Regions from separate parts of the Mus musculus genome. Here region 1 is linked to region 2. A link is a contact called in public Hi-C data. All regions are on one chromosome and are shown on one strand. Each heading gives the region's core, a stretch centred on a gene start, on an enhancer-like site or on the middle of the called end of the contact. The rest is flanking DNA. Distances are from core to core; before and after follow the strand shown.

Evidence for each region. A called contact is a pair of places that touch in the nucleus more often than the background predicts.
Region 1: a Hi-C map of uterus shows a contact between it and region 2, with 2.2 times the contacts expected there. The contact joins two enhancer-like sites. A contact is called at or near these places in 6 of 484 Hi-C or Micro-C datasets (CD4 T cells, the MNK3 cell line, effector CD8 T cells and 2 more) and 3 of 9 other capture datasets (adipose tissue, liver and pancreatic islet).

What each region holds. Positions count from the first base shown.
Region 1 is chr4:98,963,989-98,967,871 of GRCm38.p6, reverse strand. It overlaps Dock7 (dedicator of cytokinesis 7), which reads left to right. Exons shown (of 50, transcript NM_001369286.1): 36 at 515-649; 37 at 1,428-1,580. Among named protein-coding and RNA genes, the nearest start is that of Usp1, 42 kb to the right of the region's middle. Within about 2 kb of position 2,246, at least 5 of the 459 cell types and tissues checked have an H3K27ac peak or open chromatin away from gene starts, as enhancers often do. A contact at or near this core is called in uterus, where this site is marked.
Region 2 is chr4:98,898,252-98,902,332 of GRCm38.p6, reverse strand. No RefSeq gene overlaps it. Among named protein-coding and RNA genes, the nearest start is that of Usp1, 24 kb to the left of the region's middle. Within about 2 kb of position 1,617, at least 9 of the 459 cell types and tissues checked have an H3K27ac peak or open chromatin away from gene starts, as enhancers often do. A contact at or near this core is called in uterus, where this site is marked.

The DNA of each region.
Region 1 (3,883 bases), core at 997-3,496, 65 kb before region 2:
CAAGGCACTTGCTCAGGCTTCTCTCCTCACCACACTGCATTTCACTGGGCGAAGGAGCCACGTGTGTTTTTAAGGGCATGCCTCATGGAGGAACTTGTCTTTAGTTCACACTTCTTTTTAGATTAGTTCCAAGTCCCTCAACAAAAGCTGGGATTCCTTTCCTTAAAGGAGGAAAGAGAAAAATTTATTTTTGATATGTAACAAATGTAATCTGCCATGGGCACTTTTGCACGTGCTTCAAGTCAGACGTCCACGTTTATCTACAGGTTCCTTAGAATGCACTTGCTATTCTCCTGCTGCTATGTCTACTCCTCTTCCCACTCGCAGCCTGAAGTCTCTCTGGCTTTTCACTCCTTTTTCCCTTCCATCCAAACACTGTGTGGTGTCTTCTCTTGAAGTCCTTCTAGTTTTTACCATTTTCCTGTCTTGTAAATGTTTGTGTTTTCACACATAATTTACCTAGCTAGCCACATTATAGACACATGCTGTCTTACATTTTATCCTTAAATTGCAGACTGTGTCTGTAACGGAATCCAAAGAGAGTATCCTGGGTGGTGTGCTAAAAGTGCTGCTACAGAGCATGGCCTGCAACCAAAGTGCAGTCTATCTGCAGCACTGCTTCGCCACGCAGAGAGCCCTGGTCTCAAAGGTGAGTGAGTTTACCTGAGGTCTTCATATGTGGCTTCACTTTCTTCTTTAGCACTGTCCAAGGTCATTTACCACACTCCCTGGTCAATTTGTTATGAACCTTGGGCCTCTGACTCTGTCTTCAGAACGTGTCTTGACCTGATTTATTGATAATCAGCTTCCTGTCTAAAATCATTTGGTTTTGAGAAGAACCTGAACTCAGTAGCTGAATGCAGGCTGTCCACCTCTTTCCTTGTTCTACTGGGTTTTGTGATACTGGAGATTGAGCCTAGGTCCTTGGACACGGGATGCAAGCACTCTTTGAGTTCTAGCTCCCACCATGTAGCTTTCTCTTCAACTCATTTATTAAAAATTAAATGTATGGGCAGTTCCACCCTTGCTGTGTGAAACTGTTGTGTGCTTTGCTATACCAGTTGTTTCCTGTTTGTCGTCCTCTCCCCACCCCACCCCTACCCCTGAAACATGTGTGTTTGGTTTTGTGTGTTTATGTTGTGCTCTTGCATGTCCATACTGTTCTTCATAATACACGACTGAAGCCACAACAGTTCATGTATGTAATGTTTGTTATTGGGCCTACCACACAAAAACATGAAACTTGCCCAGGGTCACACTGCCGCCTAAGAAGTGACATGGCCAGTATTTCAGCCCACCTGTCTGGCTGTGTTCAGTACTGTTGACCTTAACTAATGTTGTCTCTCAACCACTCGGTTTCATTTCTGGGCTAACCTATCAGATTTCTAAGTCAGCTATATTAACATACATCTTTCTGGTTTTTACAGTTTCCTGAGCTCTTGTTTGAGGAAGAGACAGAGCAGTGTGCGGATCTGTGCCTCCGGCTTCTCCGTCATTGCAGTAGCAGCATCAGTACAATCCGGTCGCACGCTAGTGCCTCCCTTTACCTCCTCATGAGGCAGAACTTTGAGATCGGGAATGTAAGTGTCTGCCATGAAAGTGGTCAGGGTTCATAATGAAATACAGCTTCAATAGACAGGTATTAAGAACTTAGATGTCTTTATTCCCATCCTATGGGTGTCTATGAAAGTGTGTATATGCATGGGGCATGCATATGTGTGGTGCAGGTTGGGGGATACAGACTCATACTGCTCTATTTCTGTTGGGTGCCAGGTTCTTATAACCAAGAGATTCTAGTTGCATTATGAATTTCATCTAGTTTTTTAAAGTCCCTAATATTTGACTACCCATGGAATTTCTTGAAAGTTGTTCTTGTTAGCATTTTCTGTTGTTCTGGGATTTTTTTTTTCCTGTTTAGGAAAAAAAAAGAAAGACAATTTATACATTAGCATTTATAGATTAGCATCTCTGAGTAGAAGGAAGTAATTTCAAACTGGCAGTGATGCTAAGTTGTTCTTCACTATGACCCCACTACAGAGTGTAATATATTACTCTCTTGACTACTTGAATTTTATTGTTCACACTGTGGGAGACACTGGCAAATTATAAAGGAATGATTAATAGGCATTTAGTATTTTACACAGAAGATGGAGTGCAGGCCTAAAAAACAGTCAGGTGATTAACCAGGAAGTTATTGCAGTGACTCAGAGCAGAAATGGGATGGCTGTTGACGAAAGTACTGGTTTTAGGAATGAGAAACTGACAGTTTAAAGGCAGCAAGGACTGGAGTAGGCTCATCCTATGAAGAGCAGGGTGAGCATGGGCAGGCCCAAGGAAGTCAACAGGAAACGAGGTGCATTGGATATACTGACATCAGGTCATCTTGCAACCTCAGATGGAACTGGAACACAGTGCTTTTGAGCTCTACAGAGGACTATGTTCTGAAGACAAACAGGAGATATATTAGTTGAAGGAAAGGCATCCCTGAAGCTATTTAGTCCCTGTCAAGTGTGAAGAGATTTTTGACAAAATAGGGAGCATTGGTGTTTTAGTTTCTTTTCCTCTTGTTGGATAAAGACCATGACAGAAGCATCTGAAGGGAGAGCAGGTTTGTTTTCACTCCTAGCTCAAGGTGCATTTTATCATGGCAGGCAATCAAGGCTGCAAGGGCTGGAAGCACTGGCCGCTCACATCCCCAGTCAGGAAGTAGACGGATGGATGCAGGCCGCTGCTCTTCCTTCTCTCTCTCTCTCTCTCTCTCTCTCTCTCTCTCTGTGTGTGTGTGTGTGTGTGTGTGTGTGTGTGTGTGTGTGTGTGTGTTTCTGTAGTCTAGGGTCCTCTGCCCTTGTGCTTGGTGCATAATTATTTAGAATTGCAATATTTTCTTGATGTATTTTTCATTTAGTGAATATGTGGTATCATTCCCCATCTGTTCAGATTAATTTTAGTCTAAAGGTTATTTTGTCTGATATTAAAATGGCTACCCTGGCTTGTTTCTTGGGTTCATTTGCTTGAAATATCTTCTGTTCTTTTATCCTGAGATTATGTTTATCCTTTGATATTAAAATATATTTCTTGAGGTTGGAGAAATGGCTTAGCTATTAAGAGCACTGGCTGATCTTCCAGAGTTCTTGAGTTCACTTCCCAGCATCCACATGATGGCCCATAGACACTTACAAATGTAGTCCCATGGGATTTGATGCTCTCTTCTGGTGTACAGGGATACATGCAGACAAAATACCCACATACATAAACAAATAAATCATTAATTTAAAAATGGTTATGTTTCTTGGATGCATCAAAAGAATATATCCTGTTTTATAGTGTGATCTGTTAATCAGTGTCTCTTTATTGAATCATTGAAGCCATTGATATTGGGAGTTATTAACGTACAGTGTTTACTAATTCCTGTCATTTTGTTGTGGTGGTGTGAGTTTTTCCCCCTGTATTTATTTGTAGTTCTGAGCTTATTTATCCCTTGTGTTTTCTTGGGTCGTTAAGACTTTCATGTTGAAGTTTCTCGTGTCCCCTTCTAGCTGGAATAGAGAGATACTGCTTAACTTTGGTTTCATTGTTGATTGTCTTTCTTTCTCCATCTATTGTGACTGAAGGTTTTACTGGGTATAATAAACTGGCCTGGCTTCTGGTGTCTCTGAGACTTTACAGAACATCTGTCCAGACCCTTCTGCCTTTTAGAAGGTTCCATTGAAAAAACAGGCATTATTTTAATAGGTCTGCCTGTATATGTTAGTTGGTCAGTTTCCCTTGTAGCTTTTAATATTCTTTCTTTGTTCTGTACGTTTAGTGTTTTTATTATAACACATCATGGGGAATTTCATTTGTGGTCCAATGTATTTGGTGTTCTGTTTGCTTCTTGTACTTT
Region 2 (4,081 bases), core at 368-2,867:
TGGCCCCAGCCCTTCACCTGGGCAGTGTGGTAGAGTTGGCCCTGGTAATGTGGGTGTGGAATTGAGTATGGGACAGTCAGCCTGAGGGCATGAGAGCAGGAGGGATGGCTCTGTCCCTTGCCAGTTGTGGCTGTGGCACTTGGGTGAACAGGATCTGCCTGTCCCTTGCTGAGGGAGTGCTGGAGTCCTGGCTCTGGTGGTGTGGGTGTGGGAGAGCTGGCCCCTCCCCTCAACTGGGCAAAGCTGAAGAGCTGTCCCTGGCACCACAGTGGCAGGCACAGGAGAGCTGGTAGGCTGAGCAACTTAGCTACCATGCAGGGCCAGATCCAGGGCTTTGAGCTGGCCCATCCCAACATTTACCCCATCTGTGGACCTCTAGAGTGTGTAGAGGTACCAGTCCTACAGAACCAACACTGCAGTATCTTCATGACACAAGGCAACAACAGGACATCCAAGAGGAGACTCCATGATTGTCCAGTACTGATAGTGTAGCTGAAACCAGAGGCCTCCAACCAGACCAATGAGCATTTGCAAGTAAATCTATTTGAGCAAAAGGGTATACTGTGTGACACACCATGACACACCTCAGCTTCCACAGTGAGATTATTTTGTTTTTGTTTTACTTCTCTTAACTTTTTCTTTTCTTTTGGGAGGGAAGTTACAAGGGTGAAAGGCAGATAAGAAGGGTTGGGGAGTGAAGTTGGAGTGCATGATGGGAAATTTACAAAGAATCAATAAAAAGTTGTTTGTTTGTTTGTTAGTTTGTTTTAAAGAGTTACTGTGGACATGACATCAATAGAAACCCTAAGACAGGGCCCAACAGAGACCAAACTGAGCACTTTACAAGATCTTTGTTAAAAGAAATTTTGGCCTACATACTATTTCTGTTTGGATAGAGCGGAGGGTCCCAGCCACCTTATTACTAATGGAGCCACTCTTATTGCATTCCCCTCTAACTTTAAATGTCATTTCTTAAGCCTTTCTCACTTACAAATCGACCTGGCAGATCTATAAGCAGAGGACACAGAAGGCTGTTCTTCATGGAAGTCACCAGGAGTGATGCAAAGGACCTTGGGGTTTGGTCAACAGCATTGGTGTTCTTTCTAGCTTTGCATCTTTTAAACAAAATAACTCCATGTCAGGGAACCATAAACTGTTGAAATAAGCCAGGCTTCACACAAAGTACTAAAATCTTCTGGGTGGTGTTTTATTTCTGGTCAGCATTTTAACAATTGCAAGAGAGAGACCATAAAGTGTTGAGAAATAATACATCTGCATAGTCAAAATGCTCTCATAGAGGTAAAGCAGACCCAGGCCATAATAAAAAATCATAGCCTTGGTTCAGATTTGACACTTTAGTATTTTAGTCTTCTATGTGAGTTTGAGATCACTGGACAGGAAGGAGCACAGAGCACTGTCTCTAAGCACTCCTCCCTCCTAGAGAGTGATTACGATCTTTCATGGGTCATTTTAAACAAACATACCGAAACGTTTAGGCATCACAAACTTAGCTCCAGTTTGCTTGCAAAACTAGGATACCACAGAAGGGAGAAAATATGATAAAGCAAAAGGAGTTTCAGACATTTTCAAAGCTTATTCATAACGGGTGGATGTCTATGCACTGTGGTAACCGTGTGCATTCCTGGTTGAGTAACCACACCCCACGGGTGGCTCCATACTCATGAAATGTCGGGGCAGCATGAATTGCATTCAGTAGGTTATTCTTTTAAAAAAGACACAGAGCATCTGCAAGGAGTTAGGGGAGAAGTGGGTGTGTGTGATTAAAATACATTGCATATATGTTTTAAATTCTCAAATAATCAATAAAACTATCATATTTTTAAATATCCTAAATTCTCCTAAGCCAAGGCCAAAGCCTTTCCTTGTCCTGTACCTTTGCAGGGATGGCTTTGTTCAGTCATTCTTGATATCTAGCAAGATAACGTCTACATCACAAAGCAGGCATCACAGAAGTCTTTGGGTCCTGTCTTCCCAGCATTTGCCTAGTCTTCACTTGACTTTCCCCATCTCAGTATTCCCACTCTGATCCTTCCTCTCCACTGCCACAGGAGTCGTCTTTCCAAACGCACATTTGTACCCTGTCCTGTCCCCCCCCCTCTGTATGGCCACGGGCTCAAGTCCCAGGCTTAGTCCCATGTACTCGGTCCAGTGAACTACACTCCCCCTGTCTTCGTTTCTTTGTCTGTGGCTATTACAAAATATGGACTAAAGCAAAGTGAAGGAGAAAAGGTATTTTTTTTAGCTCATGGTGCAAGTACATCCTGCATGGCAGGGGAGTCAAGGAAGCGGGAGCTTGAAGCAGTTGGTCACATTGCATCCGTATTTGGGAAACAGAGAGGGACAATTTAAGCTGACCTTTGGTTTATTTTCTCCTTTTTATATACAACTCAGCTGGGCGTGGTGGCACACACCTTTAATCCCAGCACTTGGGAGGCAGAGGCAGGTGGATTTCTGAGTTCAAGGCCAGCCTGGTCTACAGAGTGAGTTCCAGGACAGCCAGGGCTACACAGAGAAACCCTGTCTCAGTAAAACCAAATTAATTAATTAATTAATTAATTAATTAATTAATACAGCTCAGAGAATGTTTCCACCCAGAGTGGTCTTCCAAGAAAATCTCCATAGGCACGCCCAGAAACCATTCTCCCAGGTGAGTTTATATTCTCTCAGGTTGGCGTCAATAAAAATTATATCTCTCTTCCAGGGCTACTCTTCAAACAGACCAAATTATTTGGGTTATGCTAATTTCTCAAATCCTCAGGGTCTCTCTGTATAGACGCCTTTGCTCAGAATTGTTTCTTGGCTTCTTTTCTTCCAGTTCTCTCTCCTCAGTTACCCTTGAAGACTCTGTCTCCATTTAAATAGCCAGTTCAATCTCCTTGTGAGCCTTTCTTGTCTATCCTTCCTTTGACTACATTTTCAGCTTTGGTGGGCCACTGCTTTCTGGACTCACTGTTGCAAATCTGGAGGTCGTCAGATTAATAATAATAATAATAAAAAAGCTATTCTCTGAAGAAAATAATATTCCAGCAAAAGAAGGCCTCACTGAGAATGGGGTCCATTACAGCATCTTTACATGGTCATTTCTCACTGTACTCAGCTCTAGCAGAGAGCTGTTGAGTTCTTTGTGTATAAATATCAAGGTCTCTTCTCTGTTGTTACTGTTGCTGATGTGTGTTCATAAATTTTCATTGTTTACATTCATTATAAATGGAACTATGTCACATATGGAGAGTTTCATCTAAATATGCTTTGTATGTTGGGCTTATTCCTCTCCCCCACGCACTCCCCGATCTTTTGTTCCATTTTGCCCAGTCATAGGTGATTTCATGTATCTATACAAAAATCTAAGAAGGAGTATCTCCAGTTGCATCAATTATTCTGCAAACAACATGATTTCATTTCTCTTTGTAGCTAAAAAAAATCTATTATGCGTATATACCTACTACCCACTCCCCTATTATAGAACTGCTAGATTGGTTCCATAAATTATCTATTATGAATTGCTCCTCAATAAACATTGATATGGAATTGTCTCTGTGATATGTTGGTCTGAAGTCCTTTGGGTAAACAAAGGAGTGGTATAGCTGGTTCATATGGTAGAGCTGATTTTAGCTTTTGAGAATCCTCCATACTGATTTCCGTAGTGCCTAGAAGAATTTATATTCCCCCTAGTGTCATCTATGACTTCGCTTTTGTCCACATCCTTGCCAGCATTTGGTCTTATTTTCTTAATGTCTGCTGTTTATATTTCTTGGTTGCTAGTGGAGTTGACTGTGTTTTCATGTGTGTATTGGCTGTTTCTGATCCATTATTTGAGAACCCTCTATTATATTAGCCCATTTATTTTGATTTTTGTTTAGTTTTCTGAGTTCTTTGTATACTCAAGATGTTAATCCCCTCTCAGTAGAAATGATTTCGTCCCATTCTGTGGGCTGCATCTTTACTTGATTTTGTTCACTATACAGAGGCTTCCCCACCCCCACCCCCCGGAATAGCTTGGTTTATTATTAATGTACCATCGATAGACATAAGACCCAACAGCCTCCTGTCCCAACAAGGA